Linked DNA regions of Macaca mulatta: region 2 is linked to region 1. A link is a contact called in public Hi-C data. All regions are on one chromosome and are shown on one strand. The core of a region is the stretch at or near the end of the contact, and the rest is flanking DNA. Distances in the headings are between cores, read along the strand shown. Region 1 holds the start of CREM (cAMP responsive element modulator). Region 2 overlaps CREM (cAMP responsive element modulator).

Region 1 (7,304 bases), core at 2,059-4,558:
TCCAGCCTGGGGCACAGAGCAAGACTCAGTCTCAAAAATAAATAAATAAATAAATAAAAATAAAATGTATTGTCTAAAAGGAGATTATTAACGTAATTATTTAAAATGTTCATTTCTACCTATTGCGTAATGAGATACATCTTTCCTAAAATGGGTGGTTTTTTGTTTGTTTGTTTTGTTTCTGAGACAGAGTTTCGCTCCTGTTGCCCAGGCTGGAGTGCAATGGCTTGATCTCGCCTCACTGCACCTTCTGCCTTCTGGGTTCAAGCGATTCTCCAGCCTTGCCAGCCTCAGCCTGCTGAGTAGCTGGAATTACAGGCATGGGCCACCATGCCCAGCTAATTTTGTATTTTTAATAGAGACAGGGTTTCTCCATGTTGGTTAGGCTGGTCTTGAACTCCCGACCTCAGGTGATCCGCCTGCCTCAGCCTCCCAAAATGCTGGGATTACAGGCATGAGCCTCCACACCCAGCCTAAAATGGGTATTTTTTTAAGTTCCTGTGTTGATGATATCAAAACTGTATTCAATGTACAATAATAATTCTTTTCAAAGCTGACTTTTACATACGGAATCCATCAGTTTACTTAAGTAGAAACAATAAAATTCGGCATTTCAGGCTTATTTCCTTATCAATGTTGATAAGGAAATATAAAAATACTGGTTCTAAAACTGCTCTAAAAAATAGCGTCTCTCAGTGGTTCAGCTATTACTTGCACTGCTCAGTTTTAAGAAGTCTGTCTAAAAGGAACAGGACATTTGAGAGCTCTTCAGTAGGACTATCCACTTCAACAATAAACCTAGCTCAATCTTCTGACCCAATACTTAATTTGCAGGGAATACAACTTGGGAGAAAATACAACTTCAGAAACATATCTCTATATTGGTAAAGATTCAGTCAGGATTCCTTATGTACGTTAATAATGCAAAACTTTTCCCTACTATTCATGAAATGGTCATAACCCTAAGCAAGATTTTGTATTTTGATTACGCAGTGACTCACCTGAGCATGAAACTGGAATACAGCCTATTAACTATGGATTCGAGAGTTTAAAATTCAGAAAGTAGGAGTAAATTTCATTAACTTTCACGGACAATGCAAAAACAAAAAGACTAAAAATAAAAATGTCCTCTGTATTTACGCATTAAATAAAAATTTATTCATATACTGTCACCAAAATATGTACACAAACATCACCGTAATTACAACTTCACACTCACCAAAATGATTCCACATCCATCACCAACTCACTGGGAAAGTATGTGTTATATTCATCTATTTACAGATTCGCCAAAGTCGTGTGTATACTGACGATGCTTTAAGTGTTTACTCATTCAGGATCAAAACCATTTTAATATATTTGTTAAAGTTGTGTCGGGATCAATACATAGTTCTTTAAACATCAGTTTTAATACTTAGCATTTATTGGCCAAACATATTGCGTGCAAGCCTTCCTTTGGGAAAAAAATTACTTTAGATTGAAAGACTTTAAGACTACTATGACTTAGGAAGGGAAAGTTTGTTATCCAAAAACAGAATCAAGACTAAGAAAAAAAGGCAGGGTGCGATGGCTCACGCCTGTAATCCCAGCACTTTGTGAGGCCGAAGCGGGCGGATCACTAGGTCAGGAGATCGAGACCATCCTGGCTAACACAGTGAAATCCCGTCCCTACTAAAAATACAAAACATTAGCCAGGCGTGGTGGCGGGCGCCTGTAGTCTCAGCTACTCGGGAGGCTGAGGCAGGAGAATGGCATGAACCCAGGATGCGGAGCTTGCAGTGAGCCGAGATCGTGCCACTGCACTCCAGCCTGGGCGCCAGAGCATAGACCCTGTCTCAAAAAAAAAAAAAAAAAAAAAAAAAAAAAAAAAAAACCAGGAAAAAAACGTGGTGCTCAAAGCAAAAGCAAAACAAAACAGCGTGGTTTATTAATGTAATCTGATACAATGTTCATAGCGGACCTCTCACTGTTCAATCTAGGTTTTTGTGTCAAGGGAAAGGTGCACTCTCATCCGCCCGGCAAATTAAATAGAAAAGAAAACTGAGTCGCGTACATAAACCACACTGTTAAACGGGCTCTTTCAGTTTCAATGACACTTTGAGACTGGCCTTGTAAGTCACAATTTCTTAAAATGTGATTACAAACTGACAGCTGCTTCACTGAGCAGCATGCAGAAAACCCCTAAGTGATTTCAAACTCAGGTATCTGATATACAAATAAAACGCAACAGGATTAAGAAACATGTTGAGGCTGGGCGCGGTGGCTCACGCCTGTAATCCCAGCACTTTGGGAGGCCGAGGTGGGTGGAAAGTCAGGAGTTCGAGACCAGCCTGACCAACATGGTAAAAGCCCCAGCTCTACTAAAAATACAAAAATTAGCCAGGCGTGGTGCCGCATGCCTGTAATCCCAGCTACTCGGAAGGCTGAAGCAAGAGAATCGCTCGAACCCAGCAGGCAGACGCTGCAGTGAGCTGAGATCATGCCGCTCGCTGCATTCCAGCCTGGGTAACAGAGCAAAACTGTCTCAAAAAAAAAAAAAAAGAAGCATGTTTAATAATGTGTTTATTCCCCAAATTCAGCAGGCTCTGGAAACCTTACCAGATGGCCCTAAAAAGGTAAGACTCAGACAGAAGGGAAAATGCGCCATTCGAGAGCGGTCGCGGCTCTGCCCTTCCCTCTCCTGAGATTGCCCGCGCCCGGGACCGAATGACTCAGCTACGAGGCCCTCCGGCCGGGTTTTGGGAAAAACGGGCTGCGTTCGCTGAAGTTTGAACTGAGCTCGCAAAGTGGGGCAGAGGCGCTGTGGGCACTGAAATCCGAAGTCCTTACTTCTGGCTTCCTTTTCCTTTTCCGAGTTAAACCGCTCCCCTGAGCCGCAAGGCTCTCTCAGGGCGGATTTTCCAACTCGTCCCAAGTTCGCGAGGAGGCAGGCGGGTCCCGGGGCAGCTGAGCTGACCAAGCGGGCGTGGGCCGAGAAGGCAGCGGCCACGGGGGCGCCAAGCGAGGGGCCGCGTCAGGTGAACTCGCGGCTTCCCCGCCAAACCTCCGCCCGGCTCCGGGGTCCCGGCCCGCCACCCACGGCTCCGCTCGGCCTCCGCTGCTCCACCGCCCCCGGCTCCGCTCCGCCTCCTGCCTCCACCTCCGCCTCCTGCGCCGCGTCGCCGGCTGCTGGGTCTCGGGGCCGGGGCTGGCGCACCACTTACCCGCCGCAAAGGGATTTACGTAGCGGACCTCGTCACTGATTACGGACGCGAGGAGGTGGAGACGGCGAGCCCGACCGCCGCTCAGCAGCGGCGCCGCCGCCCAGCAACCCGGCGCCGGCAGCGGCCCCACGTAGTCCCCACGTCAGCTCTGATGCGGTAGCCGCGGCCTCCCTGCCGACCCCGGACCAAAAGTAGCGCTGCAGCCGACGGAACCGCGTCCTCCCGCCCCGCCCTCCCCTCCCCCACGCCGGGACGGCCTCCCGGGGGACGCCCCGAGGAAAAAATCCAGGCTCGAACTCCGCCCCCTGCCGGCCGCCAGCAGGAGTGAGGCGCCACAATCCAACAATGAAATGGAACGGGGGAGGGGCGGCGGGAAGGAGCGGATCAGGGGGCGGGGCCTAGGGGTGGGGAGAAGTAAGGTCAGGGGGCGGGGCCAAGAGGAGGAACTAGCCTGGAGGTGGGGCGGAAGGTAGGGGCCGGGGGAAGGCTGGAAATCGAAAGCTGGCCTTGCCGCGCCGCGCCGCGCGTGCGCCGGAAGTCCAATGATTTGTCAGCCAGAGTAACGGCTGTCGCCAGGTCCTCAGGGTCTCGAGGTTAGTTTCTTCCTAAAGCCGCCAACCCCAAGCCAAGATCCGCGAGCGTCTCACCTCTATCCAGGCCGGACTGCAGTGGTGTGATCTCGGCTCTGCAACGTCTATCTCCCCAGGCTCAAGTGATCCTCCCGCCTCAGCCTCCTGAGTAGCTGGGACTACGGGCGTGCTTCTTCTGACTTTTAAAAGCTGTCTACATGCCTTAACTAGAGGCCCTTTTCCTCTGTCTTCACAGCCAGTCACAGCTGGTTGAGTCCTTCTCCAAAGGAAGCTTGAGCTCCTGAGACAATTCACCTGCTTCTTAGGGTCGTTTCTTGCAGTTTATCCCAGTGTTTGGCTGGAAATGCTCCGCATGCCGGGCGCGCTGGCTCAGGCCTGTAATCCCAACACTTCGGGAGGCCAAGGTGGGAGGATCGCTTGAGCCCAGGAGACCAGCCTAGGGAACACAGTGAGACCCCATCTCTCTTTTTTTTTTTTTAAGATTAGAAAGGTCGGCCTGGGGCTCACGCCTGTAATCCCAGCATTTTGGGAGGCAGACATGGGCAGATCACTTGAGGTCAGGAGCAGCCTGGCCAACATGGTGAAACCCCATCTCTACTAAAAATACAAAAATTAGCCGGGAGTGGTGGCAGACACCTGTAGTCCCAGCTGCTTGGGAGGCTAAGGCAAGAGAATCGCTTGAACCTGGGAGGTCAAGGCTGCAGTGAGCTGAGAGATCGTTCCACTGCACTCCAGCCTGGGTGACAGAGCAAGGCTCCATCTCAAAAAAAAAAAAAAAATTAATGAGATGTCAGGAATAAAGAATAGCAGCATGGTTATAGAGTACAGTAGGTCATCACTTAACGATAGGTTCTTAGAAACCATGATTTTTAGCCTAACAACTTACAGCAGGTCCACAAAAAAACATTTCATTCAATGTTGTCTTCATTTCATTATAATATTGATGACAAAAATCGGTTTCATTGTACATTGTTTAACTGAAAACGAGTTTCTAAGAAGCTATTGACAATGTTAAGTGAGGATTTATTGTATTCTTTCATATCAGTTACTGTAGTGTCAGTGTTTTCATAATTTTCACTGAGCAGGACCTAATCTAAATCCAATCTGAACCTTTGTTCAAATCTAATTTTCATAGGTCAAAGGGAATTGTGTCCACAACAATTGTCTGTGTAACAGAAGTTCATATGAATCAAAAAAAATCAAAGGAACGGCAATTTCTTATTTGCAAAGTATTTTCTCTACTGTTTCCTTTCTTGTCAGTATTTTACTCCCATATGTATGTAGTCTTAATTATAAAATTCAGAAAGCACAAACCATATTTTTTTGTTCATCTGGTTTTTTTACAAAGATCAGTACTAGAGGTGAGATACACATACTTATAAGCCCATCAGTTCATGGCCTCTGCTATCCCCTTGACATAAGATGTAATAGACTTAAAAAACCATGCAGTTGGATCTGGGTTTAAATGTATGCTTGTTAGCTGTGGGCAAGTTTCATATCCTCTTAAGGGAAGCATAAGATTTTAAAATGGGAAGAAAAATAGTACCTACCTGTTAGGGTTATTATAGATTTTAAAAAAACATCTGCCATAAGATAAGTACTTAAAAACCTAGTCATGTTTGTGTTAGTCCAGTGTCTAGCTTTTGGGGCTCCTCACCTAGGTGACAGTTAATTCTCTGGTGGGGAGGGACAAGTAGGTCACCTACTTTTCTGAGAAAATACAGGCTGTCAGTCACACCCTTATCCTCCCTCCTCACTTCAAAATAACTTCAACTTTCCCTCCCTTTCTGGGTCGGGAGGAGCGCCTCTTTTCCTTTCCAAATCCAACTGTAAGTTAGATGTCATTTCTTTCCCATATCAGATCTTGCTGAATTACCACGAGTATACCTGCAGCTTTTTTCGTCCTCTTGGCTCCTTCATTCCCTACAAATGTGTATCTTGCCTCTTGAAAACTGTTGGCACTGCTAACCCTATAAGGAAGGCCACAGAGTTGCCAATTCCAGGTTGTACATTTACATTTCATTTTTTGCCCATTTGCTTACTGCTCCATCCCTTGCCATCCCCTCACCATCAGATTTCTCAAGAGAGGAAGGCAAGGCAGGGGCTGTATTCACTTCCTCACCACCCACTCGTTTGTTATTTCCTGCCAAATTTTTGCTCTCTTCCCTCTCTTTTTTTTTTTTTTTTTTTTTTGAGACGGGGAGTCTCGCTGTGTCACCCAGGCTGGAGTGCAGTGGCGCGATCTCGGCTCACTGCAAGCTCCGCCTCCCGGGTTTACGCCATTCTCCTGCCTCAGCCTCCTGAGTAGCTGGGACTACAGGCGCCCGCCACCACGCCCGGCTAGTTTTTTGTATTTTTAGTAGAGACGGGGTTTCACCATGTTAGCCAGGATGGTCTCGATCTCCTGACTTCGTGATCCACCCGCCTCGGCCTCCCAAAGTACTGGGATTACAGGCTTGAGCCACCGCGCCCGGCCCTCTCTTTTTTTTTTAACTTAATTTTTATTTTTATATGTAGACATGGGGCCTCATTCTTGCCCAGGCTAGTCGGGAACTCCTGGGCTTAAGCAATCCTTCCACTTTGGCCTCTGAAAGTGCTGGGATTATAGGCATGAGCCATTGCACTTGGAATGATTACTAAATCTGTCCCCTTTCTGATTACTAAATCTGATGACTTTTTCTCATTTTTCATTCTACTTGACCTATTTTCCTCATCTGATAGTACCAATGACTGCTGCCTTCTTTTTTAAATGTATTTACTTAGAGGCAGAGTCTCGCTCTGTCACCCAGGTTAGAGTGCAGTGGTGCAATCATAGCTCATTCAGCTTCAAATTCCTGGTCTAAAGCGATCCTCCCATCTCAGCTTCCCGAAGTGTTCGGATTACAGGCATAAGCCTGCCGCCTTCTTAATATAGTCTCCCTCCTGAATTTTCATGATACTTGGCTCTCATGGTTTCACTCATCTTTGTCTCCCTAGTGTAGACAGTTACTAATTTTCTGTCCTTGGACATCATCTTCTATACTGTCCTCAAACAGTATTTTCCTTAGTTATCTAATCATACCCATTTTTTTGAAAGATAATTCTAGCATTTATACCCAAACCTTCCAAATTCATTCATTAGCACCAGATCACATTTTCGAACACCTAACAGTTCTCACTTCCGTGGCCCATGAGCGTTTCCAACCCATAGGTTCAAAACTACATGTCTCGTCTTCTTCCCCTTTCATACCTGAATCTTGATTTTTTATTGTTGTTTTGGCAATGTTAATGGCACTTTTCAGCTCCTTGTCATCCTGCCTCTACACCTTGAAATCATTTTGGTCGTTCGTCTACTCATGTCATTCAGGAGCCACATAGAAAATATTTTGAAGTGCCTGCTATGTTCCAGGCCCTGTGCTAAATGCTAAGTGTTGTTGCTTTTGCCTGTAGAAACTTGCACCCATCCCTTTTTTTTTATTCCCACTATTACCTGTCTGGTACTTCCAGTATAGTTCATCCTAAGCATTTCTGT
Region 2 (7,304 bases), core at 2,604-5,103, 89 kb before region 1:
TGTTTCCAAGAAAATAAGCCGCTTGGAAGTCACACATACACTAGGTGGCGCTGTGGCTGTGACATTAAACAGTCTTTGTGCTGGGCAAATGCTGGGTAAGAGCACACATAACTTAAAGGAAAATTAGGCCCAACCCCAGATCATACAGTTCAGTGTCCTCCAACACTAGAGTGCTTCAGAAACATGCCAGGAACTTGAGCCTGGCGTGGTGGTGGCACATGCCTGTGGTCCCAGCTATTCCGGGGGCTGAGGCAGGAGGATTGCTTCAGCCCAGGAGGTGGAGGCTGAGGTGATCTGTGATTGTGTCGCTGCACTCCAGCCTCGGCAACAGAGCAAGACCCTGTCTCAAAAACAAACAAACAAACAAACATGCAAGGAACTGGTTAAAAATACAAATACCCAGACCTACTGAATGAAAATTCCAGAGGTATGGGACACAAAACAGAAGACGCAGATGGGCACACTCATGCTATCCTCTCCCGGGACAGCCCACTTTCATCCACAGCCCCCTTATTTGGGCTTCTTACCTCCTCAAAAGTCTATCAGTAGTGGCTGGGCGCAGTGGCTCATGTCTGTAATCCCAGCACTTTGGGAGGCCAAGGCGGGTGCATCACCTGAGGTCAGGAGTTCGAGACCAGCCTGGACAATATGGTGAAACCCCATCTCTACTAAAAATACAAAAATTAGCTGGGTGTGGTGGTGTGCGCCTGTAGTCCCAGCTACTCGTGAGGCTGAGGCAGCAGGATCACTTGAACGCAAGAGGCAAAGGTTGCAGTGAGCTGAGATTGCACTACTGCACTCCAGCCTGGGCGACACAGTGAGATTCTGTCTCAAAAAAGAAAAAAAGAAAGAAAAAAAAGAGTGTGTCAATCGTGAACTGTGTTTTAAAAGGTAAGAATTTAAAAGTTCGTTCCTAAGTCAAGCCTGACACTGGTCTGATGTAAGTTAGCGCTTCTGAGAGCTCCACGAACGTTGAAAGCAAGAGCTCTCATATACCTTGTTAACAGCCATTTGTCCTAGAAAATGACTGAACCACAAGTCAAGCATCCTTCATAAAGTGAGGTGGCTGAGATAGATCTGGCAGAGTCCCTGTGTCCTGCAGCTGTCACAGAGACCAGCTGGACTTTTGCATAGTAAGTGATGGGGTTTTTCCTTCCAGCTTCCGTCCATTCAAACCACAGGGACAAATCCTTCCTCAGAAAGCTATGCTGCACAAAAGCTGGCTGAAAATCCAGTTTATAGAAAAATAGAGGCATCACAGTAATATAAAGATTATCACACTAGTTCAGAGATCTGAGTATTTCTAGTCTATTGTCAATAGCTGGCAATATTTAAGTAAATCAGCCTGAAATTTGGTTTTCTTGTCTATAAAATGAAAGGAGTAAATTACACCTGTTGGTCAGGCTCAGTGATTCATGCCTGTAACCCCAGCACTTTGGGAGGCCGAGGCAGGTGGATTACTTGAGCCTAGGAGTTAAAGAACAGCCCGGGCAACACGGCGAAACCCCGTCTCTACAAAAAACACAAAAATTAGCCGAGCGTAGTGGCTCGTGCCTGTAGTTCTAGCTCCTGGGGAGGCTGAGGTGGGAGAATCGCTTGAGCCTGGGAGGCGGAGGTTGCAGTGAGCCAAGATCGTACCACTGCACTTCAGCCTGGGTGACACAGTGTGAGACCCTGTCTCAAAAAAATAAATAAATAAAAATAAAAAAATTACACCGGCGAGACCTCTTTTAGCTGTGATTCTATTTCAATAAGCGTAACTGTGACTTTGCTGTTCCAATAGCTAGCCAGACCTTAGTCCTTAAACTGTAAAGTCATTTTTTTCCTGATCAGCATCAGGGATTTGAAAAACCAGAGAGAAGTGAAAATGTGCTTTTGTGCATTTGAACAGGAAGGTCTGGGTGTTCCCACACACAGCCACTCAGAACCACAGAGCTCTCTCCGCAGCCACCACCTGCTTGAGTCATTGCCAGCAAGTGTTTCTTATCACTTTCCTGCCTTTGGGTCCAGACTGGGTGAGAGCCACCAGGGCAGAGGCTCCCTGTCCTGGTTCTGCGCTTGGTCCTGAGCCATGTGACCTTTGGCAAGCTACTGAATTTCTCCAGCCTTGCTTCTTCATCTGCAAAATGAGAGCTGTTAGGAGAATAAAATGTGGAAGCCCCTAGGCGCAGGGTGAGCACTCTGTACACAGTAGCTGTTATTCTTGACTGCCATGACTGCGTGGCTGTAGCATCCATGGAGCTACATACCCAGCTGGAAGAAAGCAAGCCCAGGACGGTGCTGGTAATGTCAGGGTTGCCACAGCCCTAGGTCCCAAAGCTGCCCTCTCTCCTTCCGGACTTCTTACAAAGGCAGCCTCACTTGTTGACTTGAAGGAGTAAATGAACATGCTGACTCCCATGTCGCTTTCTGGAAACTCCGCATCACATAGCCCTGAAGATGGGACAATTTAAGGATATAGGCAACATGATCAATGAATCATGTATATATTATAGCTGGGACTATAGGTGCACACCACCATGCCCAACTAATTTGCTTAATGTTTTGTTTGTTTGTTTTTTGTGGAGACAGAGTCCCACCATGTTGTCCAGGCTGGTCTTTAATTCCTAGCTTCAGGCAATCCTCCTGCCCTAGTCTCCTAAGGTGCTGGGATTATAGGCGTGTGCCACCATGCCCAGCCAAGAAAATGGATTTATATAGAAAAACCTGCCCACAAACCATAAAGATTAAAATATACCATGCTTGAGTAGTTCAGAATCAAGTCTATGTCTTTAAAATGCTCTTAGAAAAGGTGAAGCATGGCCAGGCACGGTTGCTCACGCCTGTAATCCCAGCACTTTGGGAGGCCAAGGCGGGTGGATCATCTGAGGTCAGGAGTTCCAGACCAGCCTGGCCAACATGGCAAAACCCTGTTTCTACTAAAAATACAAAAATTAGATGGGCATGGCGGCGCACACCTGTAATCCCAGCTACTCGGGAGGCTGAGGCAGGAGAATCACTTGCACCCAGGGGGCAGAGATTGCAGTGAGCCAAGATCATGCCACTGCACTCCAGCCTGACACATCTGAGCTTCTGAGAACCACGGTATACTACCATAGGAGTCACTGCATTATGGCCAGCCAACTGGCAACAGCTCTGCCTGCCTCACACGTCAAAGCGGGCTAATTATTTTTGGTGTAGACTAGAACAATCAAGTTGGTTTCACAAATCATATTTTTTAAAGTTGTACTGTTAGGCACATGGGAAACAGCATGTTTTGGACATAAACATATATGAAGAAAACTGAGAAGTGTGGTTGAACAAGGAATGAGGCATCTGGCACTGAAATAGCCGCCATTCATGCACAGTATGTTGCTGATGTCCATGTTCTCAGTTTCAGGCATGCCTCATGGTCACACATGTTTAAATACTAGAAGGAGTTCATTTCCTTAATGTTCCCATCTCACATGACTTAGCGTTATGAAGTACCTAGTTAGATAGGACAGAGAAGGTATGCAGTCCCCTAAACCTGGAGCAGTAATTTCTATACCCAGCAGTCCAGATTCTGAAACTTTTAGGATTCAAAGAAAGACACACACAGTGAGAACTCTGGATCCCGAGTGCAAGGGTGTGGGGAGCGCTGTGGATCCCGCACGCACGGGTGTGTGAGATGTGCAACGTTCCCCCCTGCAAAGCTTCCCCTACTGCTGGTTCTGTTGAGGGAGAGGTCGTAGGCAGTATCTGCTGTAAGGCTGAAAGCACTGCTGTCAAATGGTGCTATTTTGGTAGCAGAAGCTTGGTTTCAGGGATACATTTCATGAACAAGAATAAGAGTTCCCGTGCATGTCTGGGAGCGTGGCTCAAGCCCCAGCCTCTCACAAGCTGTTCCTCACTTCTTGAACAGGGTAAGCGCTCACTCAGTCCCAGCGCCAGACGTCCCCAGTGTCTACACGCCATTCTTCCAGAAGCCCAGTTTTATTCGACATTGATGGCCATATGCTTCCCCAGAGCCTGGAAGCTCCCCAACCCTAGGGGCGGAATCATCATGAGCAACCCAGTGCCTTTCAGCCCAGTCTTTGGGCTGGGAGGTGGAGGTTGCAGCGAGCCGACATCACACCATTGCACTCCAGCCTGGGTGACAGAGTGAGACTCAGTCTCAAAAAAACAACAAAAAAAACAACCAAAAAAAAAGTACTCTCCAAAAAGGGTGTTGTCTTTCCCATTTCTGATGCCTGGGACTGTGGCAGCAGTATTAGGTCAGGGGTACCAGCAGGTAGAGGGAAAAGAATGAGGAGGCAGGGTCTGGTCGTGATGACATTGTTATCACCAAATTAGCAAGCCTGGAATTTCTTACCACTGGACTTCTTGTTTTGCAAGGTAGTATATTTCCTTATTGCTTAAACCACTGGGTTTGGGAAGGGGGACTTCTGTTGCTGGTGGTCCCAAGAAATTGGATAGAGTCCCTTTCCTCTGAAATAATATAACCTCTTTTACAGACTGGAGTACACACATGCACGCGCACACATTCATTCTGTCTTCCCCAATTTTCAAATGAAACTACCTCTTGGGTGAGAACTAACTTGGCTTCCCTCGTCCTCCAGACCCAAGCCCCTTGGAGCAGTGTGTGTGCTCTGTATTCCCTAAGTACCAACCCCATGCCCCAGCACTGTCAATCACTTCAAGGCCCAGTTCAAAATCCACTTACCACATGAAGTCTCCTATTTAACCCCCAGCTGCATCTTTCTAGAATTCTAACATGTAGCGTGCATCATCTCCAACTTTGTACATCTTGCCTGCTGATCCTCGTGTCCCCTCTGTGTGTCCATCCACCCCAGCCACACCGTTGATGTACAGCGACTGACTGGGCAGATGAGTGAGTACAAGGCCCTACTGTCCTGCATCTGAAACCTGGAGTTTTCCTTTCCTTTTTCTTCCTTGTCTTCTTTCCTCATCTTCTCTGTAGAAGAGAAGACAAAAACTGAGATAAAAGAAATTCAGGCCGGGTGCAGTGGCTCACATCTGTAATTCCAGCACTTTGGGAGGCCAAGGCAGGTGGATCACTTGAGGCCAGGAGTTTGAACCCAGCCTGGCCATCGTGGTGAAATCTCATCTCTACTAAAAATAGAAAAATTAGCTGGGTGTAGTGGCGCATGCCTGTAATCTCAGCTACTTGGGAGGCTGAGGCAGGAGAATTGTTTGAATTCGGGAGGTGGAGGTTGTGGTGAGTTGAGATCACGCCACTGCACTCCAGCCTGGGCGACAAAGCAAGACTCTGTCTTAAAAAAGAAAGAAAGAAAGAAAAGAAAGAAAAGAAAGAAAAGAAAGAAAAGAAAGAAAGAAAGAAAGAAAGAAAGAAAGAAAGAAAGAAAGAAAGAAAGAAAGAAAGAAAAGAAAGAAAGAAAATTCAGAGCTCCGACTCTGAAGGGAGAATACATATTTTTAAAGAAAGCCAACAATGACATGCCCTACTTGCTGGGAGTGACAGATAAGGGAAAGAATTCCAGTGGTACAGGAGAAGCAGCAGCTGGATGCTCCACAAACCACCTCCCAATTTTCTATCTCCCACCACACTGACCAGATCTACCCTTGAAACTGGGGGGTGGGGCGGGGACATCCTTAAAGCAGAAGTCACAGTAGGAAACACAGCAGAGTCCAGCACGCAGCAGACAATCAAGAAATGTCAGGGAATGAGAGGGAACAGAGCATCCTGTGGTGAGGGCTTTGGGCTTGTTTCCTGAAGCTTTTTATTATTAAAACAAGATGAAACGTAGATCACACTGCGGCTTCGACTGTAATGAACCTCAGCTGAATGTGCCGACAGCAGGATATCTGATCTAATGTGGACTTTGAGGCTTTTTGAAATGAAAAAATCTTGGGATGCTTTTGTTTTTAAAATTTCTGTGGTTGTTCGCTAAATGGCAAAATAGGGGGCCACCAGCCAGACAGCTCCAGACCACCTACAGATAGTCTCAGGCCATCACGAAGGCCGAAACGCTAACAGCCATTCTTTTCTTCTGGGTGCACACCCTGCGGCCATCCCCACCATGACATGGTAGAAAGGGTGCATGCAAGGATCAGCACCCAGTGTAGAAACTGACTTGTACCCGGAAGGTATGCAATGTGATCCCAACAGGCTCATTCCAGATAGAAAAAATATGTCATCACTTTCATTAGTTAATATTAAACCGACACTAAGAACTTCTGCAAGATCTTTTATGTTACACAATACAGTTAAAAACTGTAGTAAATGTTCAGATATTTAAATGAGCACCAAACACTACAAAGTGCAACCAACATGGTTCTATTAAAAACTCTCTTTGACTATGGCATTCAAGGACAGCAATACAATCTTTTTTTTTTTTTTTTTTTTTTTTTTAACAAAGCAACTAATATAAAAATCTGCAAATGCCATATATTCATATCTAGGCTATTCTTCTCATATAGGCATGCCATTAGATAGACTTTCTTTCTATTCTTTCCTGAGGTATTTTTTTTGTGGTTTACTTTCAGTGTACTGCTGGATGCATTATTTTTGATCATCCTTTCCTAAAATGATTTAAAGACCTGCAAATAATTTTATTGCATAGGACACTACTGATGACACAGAGAATGGGAGCTGCAAGTATGTGGCATTGGAACAAGCCTTACAAATATTGCATTTTAAGAATCTGTTACATACATTTTTTAGTTTGTCTCTTTTAAAAAATTTGAAGTTATAGCTATGACTTAACTATATACAGTGAAGCATTTTAGGAATGTTAAGAGATTAAAGAAGATGAATGATACAAAGAAAAGAAGCCACCATTCTTGCCAGCTATATACTGTATTCCTTCAAAAGCAACTATACATGCTGTCTTCAGTTCATAGTTAAATATTTCTACTAATCTGTTTTGGGAGAACAAATGTCTTTCAAGGTTTCAAGTTCCTCTATAAGCTTCTTGTTCTGGACTTCCAGCACTGCAACTCGGCTCTCCAGACATTTTACATATTCTTTCTTTCGACGTCGACATTCTTTGGCAGCTTCCCTGAAAAAAGCAGAAGCAAAGGGCAAACAAAGCATTTTTTTGCATGCTATTGACAAACAGGTCAAAGTAAGCTCGGTAAGTGTGATCACAGCTGCATTCCACATCCTGGAACAACATTCCCAATTCAATTTCAAACACTAATCCGAACTGGATTCTTAAGGGTCACACGTGTCCTTTCCACAAGTCCACATGGCAATAAGTAGGACTGCTGCATCTCCTGCCTTGATTAGAGTTCACAGTAAACAAGGTCCAAGTCAAAGACAGTTACTCTACTTTATGGCAATAAAGATCTTTGAGGGC

Evidence for each region. A called contact is a pair of places that touch in the nucleus more often than the background predicts.
Region 2: a Hi-C map of fetal cortical plate shows a contact between it and region 1, with 2.1 times the contacts expected there. The contact joins the enhancer-like site here to the promoter of CREM in region 1. A contact is called at or near these places in 6 of 14 Hi-C or Micro-C datasets (CD4 T cells, blood, cortical neurons and 3 more).

What each region holds. Positions count from the first base shown.
Region 1 is chr9:36,532,006-36,539,309 of T2T-MMU8v2.0, reverse strand. CREM (cAMP responsive element modulator) reads right to left here and starts at 3,308. Exons shown (of 4, transcript XM_077946243.1): 1 at 3,204-3,308.
Region 2 is chr9:36,621,825-36,629,128 of T2T-MMU8v2.0, reverse strand. CREM (cAMP responsive element modulator) reads right to left here. Exons shown (of 4, transcript XM_077946243.1): 4 at 6,265-7,004. The coding sequence ends at 6,860. Among named protein-coding and RNA genes, the nearest start is that of CREM, 89 kb to the right of the region's middle. Within about 2 kb of position 3,853, at least 8 of the 40 cell types and tissues checked have an H3K27ac peak or open chromatin away from gene starts, as enhancers often do. A contact at or near this core is called in cortical neurons and fetal cortical plate, where this site is marked.